Linked DNA regions of Mus musculus: region 1 is linked to region 2. Evidence: chromatin contacts called from public Micro-C data. All regions are on one chromosome and are shown on one strand. The core of a region is the stretch at or near the end of the contact, and the rest is flanking DNA. Distances in the headings are between cores, read along the strand shown.

Region 1 (6,248 bases), core at 2,624-5,123, 180 kb before region 2:
TAAAGAAAAGTTTAGAACTGGACTTTACAGAAAGAAGCACAGGTGCCAGGCCCCAGAGCACAAAGCTTATTACTTCCTGGTTAAATCCACCTAGGTTTGTGTACGTCCTTTTTACCCCTATCTCTGAGCCTCCTTGCTTTAAGCCAGAGTGCATCCAGGAAACCCTCCTGTCGAGGCTCTCCTCTGGTACGTGACTGGTATTTAGAAACACCGAGAATCCTGAAACAGGGAGTGCAATATCTGCTCTGGCTAAAGAATGGATGCTTCAGGGTCTCCTTCATCACCACCAAGAGTATGGGTGCTGCCCCACCCCCATCCTGCTGTCCTTGGCAATACAACAGCATCTTGTCACCACACTGCCGGCTCATGATGCTGATGTCTGTCCTGTGTCCTCACATAGCAGGTGACAGATGTGTGCTGGAGCTTTAGGGGATAAAGTGGAAGGAATTTTATGGACTTTGTTTCTTCTATTTTACCCTGACAGTCTCGCAAGTGAGACTCAAGCGAGACTCAGCCCTTTTCTTCTTTCTCCGTCTTTGCTTGTTTTCAAGCTGTAATTTAATCACAATGTCTCATCCTTCCATTTCCTCCCTCCAAGCCTCCCACATACCCCCACTCTCCTTCAAATTTATGACTTCCTTTTACATTAATTGTTATTGTACGCACATATGTATTTGTATAGACATAGATTCTGAAGTACTTTGTTGGGAAATTAATCTGGTACGCACCTGTAGTGAGAACTAAGGTTCTGGGTATTTGGGAAGATGGAGGAAACGTTTGCTCTGCAGGGTGGCTTTTGGGGGTAGGAGGGGGAGGGAGTGTGCATGGAGCCTGGAGATGGAGAAGGCCATCTCCTCTCTTCCTATTCCTTTGGCACAAATTACCAACAATATCCAGGACAGGGGAAAGAGAGGGAATAAGGAAGGGAAGAAAGGAGAAAAGGGAAGATGAAGGAAAAAGGACCGAAGGGACAGGAGGCTTTGGTGCTTGGTGAATGTAAGTTTCGTTGAAGACAGAAACAGATGAACTCTTTGGAACAACATGAAGGAAGGTAGAGGCGGTGAGACACCAAAGCCAGCAAAGGCCACCCAGGGGTGGAACCTACTTCACAGCCAGGGAACTAGTGATAGTTTAGTTGCCACAAGCCCTGGATTGAAGGTTAGTTCCTAATGTAACCACATCTAGGAAACTCAGAATGGCTCTTCTTGCTTTCTCTGATGACAGGGACAGCATGGGGCTGTCAGGGTCCCTACAGGTTCTCACAGTAGCTCCAGAATGGTGCAAGAGAAAGTAGACTGTTCTCCTATAAGCCCCCCAGAAATGTGGGATGGTTTTGCAAGAAAATGTTTAGTGGGTAAGCAGTTTTCTGATGTATATAGAAGTGTCTGTGATCTCACCAGAGACCCCAGGAGCAAGAGGCTAAGGGATATTGAGTCCTGTGATTGGCTGTGTGTCTGTGAGTTCTTGACAAAAAAAATCCCTGTGGTCACAAACTTTGATTTATTCTCATAACTCTCTTTATCCCCAGTCACCCTTTGTTCCTCTTTGCCGGTGTCTACTCTAGCCCCTGGCACAGGCAATATTCACTCTGTGATTATATGTGTAATGAATACATGAATAAAGACCACAGGAATAAAACACTCACACAGAAGTCTACGGCAGCCCACGCCATCCCTCATTCCTGATCAACGACAGCTTCCGTCCTGGGCCTTCAGTCTCTATCTATCTGCCATGAGAGAATTAATGGTGCCATCATCAGATCATTCACTCTGACATTTAGAATTATAGGATGGCAGAGCTGGAAGGGACCTCAGAGACAGAGTCCAGTGCCCATTATGAAAGCGAACCTGAGGCAGATTTCTGTAAAGCCTCATTTTTCTGAAATTCAAGCAAGCAGGAAATGCAAATGCTAAAGTCCTTTAGAAACGGATCTGCCTCTCTTTTTCCCTCTAAGGGTACCTTGTGCCTGTGAAGGTTTGTATAGTGAACTGAAGGTTTGTCTCCCTGGCCCACCATGGTATCTTTTAAGAAGACATTGATCTTTTCTGCTTCTCTAAAGGTCAAGTAACTGGCTTTGAGCCATTTAGCTAGTAAGTGTGCCTGGGTTCAAAACAGTCTACTAAGTCAGGGTTTAGTGGCATGTTTACCACCTCCTGGGAAGCTTGAGGTCCTATGGACTCCAAAGAGGCAAGCAGATAGCAAATGTTTCCTTGGCAAAGAAACAAACAAACAAACAAACAAACAAACAAAACCCTTCTATTGCTTCAACAACTACAGAGTGGTATGCGCAGTTTCTAGGTGGAGGTCAGACCAATGCTGCTGTTCTCCTCGGCTAAGCTCTTGAGTGAGAATATCTACTACATTTCATGTGGCTCTTCTGTCTACTTACCACACAGACACCATTCCGGAAGCTTTAGATTACCAGAAGCCAGATGTTTGGAATGAGCCTAACAGGTAAAGTGGAGAGAGATGAAACTCTTACAGGGCTAAAGGTTTAGAAGAATATAGTCACACAGGCCTACTAAAGTCTTACAGGCCTTAGAGCAGGGTTGTTTGCTGGCTACTCCAAAGGGGAACCTGCCCTTTTCTGTTCTAGGTGCTAAGTGCTAGGTGCTGGTGGGTTTTCCTTGCCATGTGCACACACACACACACACACACACACACACACACACACACACACTCTTATTGTGATGTCTGCTTCTGAGTTTATAACATTTTAGGACTCTAACCCCTTCCTGCCTTCTATTATAAGGGCTGTGGTTAGGCCTACCCTGCATTCCAGGATAATTTCTCCTTGGCAGGACTGAATTCAGTTGCCTCAACAAAGGCCTTTGTTATTTATATGCCTCTTATTACTTATTATTACTGGCTAAGCTTAGAATGTGAGCACCCTTGGTGAGAGGAAAAACAGCACCACAGGTTTGAGCCAAGTTGGAAGCAAGGTCAGTACTCACCAGAATGATAGACAGTGGTCAGGCCCAGACCCAGGCTTCCCACAGAATCGCCATGAACTACATTAGATGGGGGCTTCTGAAGGCAAATCTCACGAGTTCACGGATGGACATCCCACTTTCCTCTACACGGGGACAAGCGGACATCCTGACATACTTCCTGTCTACGTACCTCCCACCTACTTGGGGTCAAGCTCATCCTATCCAGTTGGGACAACCAACCTTGTTTACTGAAGTGAAAACACATGGCTTGTTATCTTATACATACTGACCCCACCGTTCCAGGAAGTAATCTGTCCTTGGACAAGTGGGGCTTACAGGTTCAAGGCATTTTTGTTTTATAGATCTCTTAAACACAGTAATTAAAACTTAAAGCATAACTTTAGCCCTCGCATTTGGGAGCTGTTGTTTAGGAGAACTGTGTTCCTCTAATTGTTTTAAATATAAATATTTAAATTTAAATATAGCCCCTCTCGTAGTTTTAAATAAAAATTTCATGTGCTAACAGCTCTAGCATGAAGGATGCTATATTCAGAATAACGGGTAAAAAATTACCTGATATATCTTTGGGGCACAGAGTGACCTCAACAACATCCTTTTTCATTTTGGAGGACAAAGCAGAGAGGGAGGATGTTAGTCTGATATCCACGAGTAGAGATGGAACTTTTCAGTCCTGGCCTTGGAGGATCAAATATCATTTCTGGAAGGAATTCAGATGCCAGGATCTTGGCAGTGGTTGAGGCTCAGATTAAAAAGTTGTTTCTATCCTGATATTCAACTCTAACACATCTAGAAGGTCTAGGGACCACCCAGCAGCCTTCTCCTGTAACCCCCAGGAACCTGCAGGAAGAGACTCGGGCTGACATTGAAACCACACACTCAGTGCATCGGAATCCAGTAGTGCAGGGCATCGAGCCATGTCTGTTACTGAGCCCACCTCCCATTCCAGCCTCAAAAGCTCATAGGCCAGTTCTTTCAGCACGCAGGCCAAGCCGAGAGACTGCTTCTCTGTCATCATAGAGTCATCGAAATACACAAAAGCCTGTACTGGCTTGAACAACCACCGGAAGCTTTGTAGCAGACTCCACGGCTTATTGCTAAAAAGAACAGAAGCAGGTATGAAGACTCCAGGAGAAACAAAAAATAAAAAAAAAAAAAAAAAAAAAAAAAAAAAAAAAAAAAAAAAACCTCCGCTGAAGGAAAGCTAAGGCTTAGCAAATTGAGAGCTGCAGCAAAATTCGAGTGTATCTGAGGTGGAATCATATTTTAAAATAGTAACAGGAGTCTTAATTGTCTCATTTTTTTTTTTTTTGCTGTTATCCTGTAACTCTATAACAAGCTCAGACTTCAGGGATTCATTGTCATGGTGAATTTGTGTGGCTGCAACAAGAGAAAAAGGCTTTCATTTTCAAAAGCCCCACTCCAAGGGCACCTAAGGCGTAAACAACAGGCTAGGACAATTAATTGCTTGATGCGTTAGAAGAGGCCTCCATTCTAGACCAGGGAAGAGTCTCTGGAATTGGGATATAGTCATGGGCAGGGTAAAGAGAGAGACAAGGGAAGAGCAAGACTGAGTGTGTTCTATAGATTTGTGGGGGAGACACACAGATGTGTTGGGCATTGACCGGTTACTAACCTTAATCCCACAGATGGAAGGAGAAAGACCACTGACCCAAATTTCATGATCAAATTAATTAAAGCAAGCAATTAATTAAAGTGAGATTTTTTTAAATTATTATTACTATTCATTTACATGGGCTGCATTTTTGTAGGGTGGAGTTCAAGAGGTCAGCATTGGACTTAGGGAAGCTAAGGATTTTACAGCTCAGGGGTAGGTTTGTAAATGGGGGATTTGGCAGGCAAATAGGTGGGGTTACAAAAGCAGAGTATAACAAGGTGATCATACCATTGCATACACTAGCAAGATTTTGCTGAAAGGACCCAGATATAGCTCTCTCTTGTGAGACTATGCCGGGGCCTAGCAAACACAGAAGTGGATGCTCACAGTCAGCTATTGGATGGGTCACAGGGCCCCCAATGGAGGAGCTAGAGAAAGTACCCAAGGAGCTAAAGGGAACTGCAACCCTATAGGTGGAACAACAATATGAACTAACCAGTACCCGGGAGCTCTTGTCTCTAGCTGCATATGTATCAAAAGATGGCCTAGTCGGCCATCACTGCAAAGAGAGGCCCATTGGACTTGCAAACTTTATATGCCCCAGTACAGGGGATCGCCAGGGCCAAAAAGGGGGAGTGGGGGGTAGGGGATTGGGGGTGGGTGGGTATGGGGGACCTTTGGGATAGCATTGAATATGTAAACGAGGAAAATACCTAATAATAATTAAAAAAAGAATTAAAAAAAACAAGGTGGTCATAACAACAGGTAGTCTTAATAACTTTAAAAATTAAAGGTAGGGATGCCAGATGGTCATAACAACCCCCTGAAACAAAGACACAGTTGCTATTTCCTGGAACAGGCACTGCAGATCCATTTGTAGTTAAGGTTACAGGTGGGCATAGCCTGATCTTTGAGGGACAATGATTCAAGCATAAATAGTAATATACCTGGTTTGTCTTTATTATAAGATGGCTTTCAAGCCTAAGATGGAGAAAGGCCAGTGTATCAGTAGCACTTTCAGTTAAATGAGAAAATTGGAGCATAAGAAGACTAGCTTTGTGCATCTAGGTGACACCCCAGGAAAAAGGCTGGACTTTAGTCAAAGAGGCTGTGTGGAGTGTTGAGAACTTGAACCTAGCGCATCTGCATTCTCTCACTGTGGTCAACCTGCCCTGGGAGCCACAGATATTACCTCTTCCACGGGGAACCTTATTAGCAGACATGAGGGACAAGCTAGTGATTGCTTCATGGGTAGAGGGAGTTCTAGTCGAGTGGGGGTGTGTCAGGATGCTGGTCTGATGAGATGACAACATGGAACCTTCCTTTCATACTTATACAATATGAAGCCCCTTCCCCCCTGAGGTGAAAGGAAGAGCCCCAAAATAGTCTATGATTCAGCCTCTGCTATTTTGGCATAAAGAGAACTTGAAATAGAAATAAAGTTGTTAATTTGCACAAAATTAAAACAACCTTATCTTGTTCACATTGAATAAGGAAACCACCATTTGCTTTCTGAATATCCTGCATGTCCATGGTAAGGGATATGTATAACATGACACCCACACATATGATGTGACACAACACATATGTAATGTGAATTTTATGTCTATTATCTATGTCACACTTACTATATATATAAAGATGCCACTTTGATAAGCACTTAATCTTACACAGAGAAA
Region 2 (5,523 bases), core at 1,357-3,856:
AGCTCCTGATAGGAGAGTTAATTCTTTTCTTTTTTTTTTTAAAAAAAAAAGAACATATCAAGGTGCTTCAAATGAGTTCAGATGACCAGTGGTAAACTAATTACACCCTGAAAAAGTGTAGATTGCTTCTGCCAACAGTGCGAAGGAAATCAGACAGAAGAAATGGAGGCAGAGGCTAGAGAGTAGCAAAGGGCCCTGTTTTGAAATGAGAGATGAAACTCAATGCTGTTAGGCTTCATTTTGACACTTGTTGAGAACTTAGACTAAATTGCCCAGAGGCTGGGGGGCTACTTAGCAAAGATAAATAACATCATTAAGGACTAGCAGGGGGTGTCCCTGAAAAAGCCATGGCAGGCAGGCAGGCCAACCTCGGTTCAGTTGTTCAGCAGGGTTTCTAGGTTGATAGATGGGAAAGGGCTACAAACACAGTGTAGTTGGTTTTAGTCTTTCTTGATAACCTTGAGAAGGGACAGATGAACGCAGACGACATCAGGGCTAGGCCCTGGAAGTTCAACAACACAGAACCAACCTCAAGGACTACTGGTCTCAACAGATTCGTGTCAACCTGAGCCGATTCCCAGGGCATGTCACAGAACCCTGTCCTGGTTCCTTTAAAAACATTCCAGCAATAGTTTCCGACACATCTTGGGCTTCGAGAAACTCCAGGAAGATAAGCACATACTTGTTTAAAGACTAAGAAACAAGTAAGAGCAACGGTGAGAACGAACACTGTGAGACGGGGCTGCATGGAGTCGGGGAACTTCCGTGTAGGATGCTCAAACAGTAAAGCTTACTTAGCTTAAGTCTACACTTGGCAGTTTTTGAGAAAAGATACTTATGGTTTATGTCATGTGTCCAACATCAGCTGGCTCTGTGTCAAAGATGCCAGAGAAAGCAAAGTGACCCTTGAGCCACGTGCACAAAGCTCTGGTGTCCAGATCAAACAACTGAACTACCTCATACCATTGGAGCACAGCGGGAATTCTTGTGGGCAAGGTTCAAATGGGCAGTACAAGAGCAGAATATGCCCGGGGAGGGTCTAAGTGTCACTCAGAGAACAAAGGGGGATGTTTCTACCTGAAGAAGGTGGCCCTGGGCTGGGGATGCCCATTTAGAACTATTTTCAAAGGACATCTCTTGAAACAAGACTGGATTCATTCTCTGACTAGTTTGTAGACTAGCTAAAAATCAGTGGAAAGGATTTCAATGTGGGAAAGAACAACCATATCGAAGACAGTCTTGCAGCGTCAAGAAGTTCCTCCAGAAACCATGCCCTAATGTGGGATCCACATCCACAGGCTGGAGGACTTTCTGTCACCAGGGCTGCTGCTGCACCTGAGTCACAGGACACCACACCAGGCAGAGCCAAAGCCCAGAACCTCTGCCTTTAAGGCTGTCTCTAGGAACCTTTTCCTGAGACCTAGAAGACTTGCAGGGTAGGTCTCCACCTATTCCCCATGGCATCTCATGGCGATTTTAAAGAGTACAGGTGCAACAGAGGAGGAATCCTTTACAAAGAAACGGAGTGCCTCGGGTTAAATATTATAGAAGGTGAGAGGGTGGTTAACAGCCTTCAAAACAAGCAGAGAACAAAACATGTCCACGAAGTCAAAACAAAGTATGGCTTGAGATAAAGTTTTCTATCTGGGACAAATAACATGGTAGGAACTAGTAGCCGTAGTCCTGTACTGCCTAATAGCCATTGGTTCGTGAATCACACAATGTGATCGGCTCTTCCGGGTCACATTTTAAAACCGTATCATGCTTTAAAATATAAAGCAGTAAATATACACAAATTATCTTAAGTCTTTATGGAAATATCAAGCCACATCTGTCCCCGAATCGTGCAAGGATTTTTAAACAACTGCTCCTGAGGGCTTATTCTTCTTATCTATCTGTTAAGTAGAGATGGAGGTCTGACTTAATCTACTCTTCAGCTACACAGCCATTGGAACCCGACTAACACTGGACGGGCATGTTAGATGGGGTTTCGTACAGGTGGCCCTCCTTCTTTAAGTAGGCTGAGTTACTGTATTAATAACTGACGCTAATGCTGGAGGAACCTCAACACAGCAAGATGTACATCCTTCCAGTAGCTTTTTTTTTTCTCTAAAATGAACCAAAAATACAACACTGTATCTAATTAAGGCCCTCCTAATTTGAGCACCTCCTACTTGAGAACCAAGTTTGGTAAGAGAAATACAAAATATAAATAGAGTCCATTGCTTTTTCTAGAGGACCACTAACATGAAATATACATGAAGCATGCAGCGGTACGAGGTTCAGCACATGATCTCTCCAGAAAGTACCTAAAAACACAGGGAGAGTCAGAGTCTTAAGAGGGAGCTTTTTAAGGAGAACTCAATAAGCAAAGAAAGCAAGCAAGCCAGGAAGAGGAAGAGCCACTCGATACCTGGGTGCTGAAATATTTAAATAGCCCTTGCCTACAGTACAACTAGAGACATGCTCACTAGTCAGTTCCGGTGAAACTGCATTTTCTGTTTCTGGAATGAAAACCATGGAAACCGGCATCGGCAAGGACACTCTCTTCAGAGGTCCCTTCACCTGCTGGATGAACTGTAAACAGTCTCAAAGTTGGACTATTAATCATTAAACTATTTAAAGAATCTGGGGTTATATTAATTGCTTAGGACAACAATTCCACAGGCTGGGGGGTTGGGGGTGGGGAGCAGGAATTATTCCACTGTGTGCACTGGGAAACTGAGGGTCAGGCAGGTAAGTGAACACCAGATTCAAATGTAAGCCGCTGAGGCTAGACTAGGAAGAGCTTGTGCCCTGAGCCCCTAGGCTCTGCCTCCCCAGGCACACTTGGGAATGGGCTCTGAGGGCGTCTGTTGTGGTTTTGTTCACCAGGTTGATACAAATGCAGCCAGTAGGCGATGTACACAAGCCACCTGAAGTCGGTCAACAGCCAGCAACTCATACTCCATATTGGTGGTAGGGAAGGCAACAGCTGAGACCACCTGTGAGGTGTCAGGTAAAGAGAGCAGCCATTTCCGCCCTCCTGTGGAGCTCCCGCTGGGGGAAACTCAGGCAGAAACCTGCCAGATTTTTAAGTTTTTCTAAAGGGGGGGAGTCAAGAAATAGAAACATCTCTCTCTCTCTCTCTCTCTCTCTCTCTCTCTCTCTCTCACACACACACACACACACACACACACACACACAAATACTGTAAAGCCAAATAAAACAATCTACTGGTAACATGAGACCCACGAGATGCTGACCCTTCCGCTGATTAAGGAAGCTGAAATGACAGCCACTATTCAAAGACACCCCCTCCCGCCTTTTAAGTCCCCACAGGCTCACTCAGCCCCACTCCGGTGTTCCAGCAAACCCAGATTGAATCAGCAAGCGATGGATGTGATCATCAAAGGCCTGCCAAAGACCAGGGCACACCTGGTCAGAGAAACAGATGGTGTGCTCTCCTGACACAAAGGCAAAACCAAAAAAGTCAGAGGTAGAGCAGAGTCAATTTCCTCGCACCAGAGGCTGATGTGGGGTGTAATGATTCAGCTTCCCCCTGTGGGAAGGCAACAGGTGGAGGAGGAAGTCGGGGTGACTAGAAACTGCAGTTACTAACTCTTGGTTTGAAAAAAAAAAATTCTCACGCTTACTCCAGACCAAGAGTGGACTTGGGGTTTGGGTTGAGTTTGCCCTCTGTGGAGTGTCACTGAGAGGCCAATCCACACTCAGGAGGAGGAGGTGGGGTGCCTTTGGTGGCCACTTGACAGTATTTAAAAGAAGTGTGCTTGCTTGCTTGCTTCCTTTCTTTCTTTCTTTCTTTCTTTCTTTCTTTCTTTCTTTCTTTCTTTCTTTCTTTCAAAAAGAAAATAACGAAGCTAGTGAGGACTGGAGTTACAAGTCTTGATGAGTCAGGAGACACAAGAAATTCTGACCGCTCAATGAACCTTTCTCCTCCTGTCCCCTTTACTGGTTTGGAAAATATCACACGAGCTAGAAAGGCTTAAGAGAGAAATTCCTGGTGGAAAGTTTCTACTTTTCCTGCCACTTAATCTTTCGAACAATTCCTCCCTGCCTGCCATGTAATACGTCAAAGCTAGGAGGAAAAACCCAAGTCGCAAGCAATGTAGCTGCCCACTTTCAGTTAGTTCAGCGTCGGACAGGACAACAGGAGTTCCCGGGGCTAAGGCACCGTCTCTAACAGCTGGTCTCTATGACCACGCAACTCTGACAGCTGACCTCTATGATCACGCAACTCAGACAGCAGAAATATCTGTTTCCTATCTGCTTTCCATGGAAACAAGAGATGGCTTCCAAAGCAAAATAACATTGCATCAAATGCAAACCGCATTGCATCAAGGGGAAATCAAAGCAGGAAACCCCAAGTCAACCATCTCCAATGCAATCAGACTAGCTAAGCAGTAGAGCATTGACTGAGAAACTCAAGCGTCTTGGCCTCAGTTTCCAAATACTCATCCGTTTATTTAAAGCGATCTTGTCTGTGTGCAGCACCGCCTCCTTATTGGTCACACCGAAAAAGCCCACGAGAAAGGGGGTGAATTTGCTGAAATATCACGCTGAATACATATAGCGGTGATGTAAGAGAGACCACAGCTGATAGAAAGGCTCAACACTCCCAAGTATTAGGAGGAGGGAAGCCCGACAATTTTGTGGAGGGATCTGGTTTTGAACAGGGTCCTGCACATAAAAGATTTAGCTTAAATATGACTGCAGTTCCTTCCTTCTGACAAGTCAACCTCTAATAGTAATAATAATAATAAACAATAATAAATAATTTCATCCCATCGTCCCAACACCTCTCTCCTCAGAGCTCCTGAAGAATCCTTTTCTGGAATAGGCGTCTTTAAAAAGTCATCGAATCTCACTTCCCACCATCTTAGACAACACACCGGGAACCGTCATACAAAATAACAATCACAATCACGGCCGTTTCACAACCTAGGAGGCAGCTTGTACCTTCCAAGACAAGGCTATAGAATGCAAATTAGAAAGAAGGCCATGACGTAACCCAAGTGCACATCCTCTCAAGTCCTAACCGCTCAAGGACTTGCTGGAGAGGAAGGAGCCAGGGGCTCACCTGTCTTTGTAGTTTATCACAGTATCAATGATGGCGTTCATCTGCTTCGTTAGTTTTGGGGGATTTGGTGACAACTTCTCAGCCGGAGGGCGGCCTCTTCTTTTCTTCGCTTTTTCCACATCTTCCTTCACGGGGTCTTTATCCACATTTCTTCGTCTTTTTCTCTTCTTAAGCCGTACCTCCTCTTCCATTTCTTCCAAATTGCCGTCTTCGATGGCCTGTAAACAGGAAAGAAAGGAGGAAAGAAAAAATCCAAGTAAGGAAAATAACCAAGGCAAACATATCCAGACCTTTACAATAAGGGGTATAGCTACATATAGCTTGAATAATTAGAATAATCAAAATAAAATGGAACTAGCAAAGTAAAACTAAAAGCTAACAGTCATCAACGAAGGAGAAAGAAAAAGGCACCACCATATTGGATGAAATTCACCTTTAACCTC

The links. A called contact is a pair of places that touch in the nucleus more often than the background predicts.
Region 1: a Micro-C map of granulosa cells shows a contact between it and region 2, with 1.5 times the contacts expected there. A contact is called at or near these places in 3 of 484 Hi-C or Micro-C datasets (embryonic fibroblasts, granulosa cells and nephron progenitors) and 2 of 9 other capture datasets (adipose tissue and pancreatic islet).

What each region holds. Positions count from the first base shown.
Region 1 is chr19:26,936,711-26,942,958 of GRCm38.p6, reverse strand. No RefSeq gene overlaps it. Among named protein-coding and RNA genes, the nearest start is that of Gm815, 54 kb to the right of the region's middle.
Region 2 is chr19:26,751,599-26,757,121 of GRCm38.p6, reverse strand. It overlaps Smarca2 (SWI/SNF related, matrix associated, actin dependent regulator of chromatin, subfamily a, member 2), which reads right to left. Exons shown (of 33, transcript NM_011416.2): 28 at 5,081-5,298. Among named protein-coding and RNA genes, the nearest start is that of Gm46648, 70 kb to the left of the region's middle.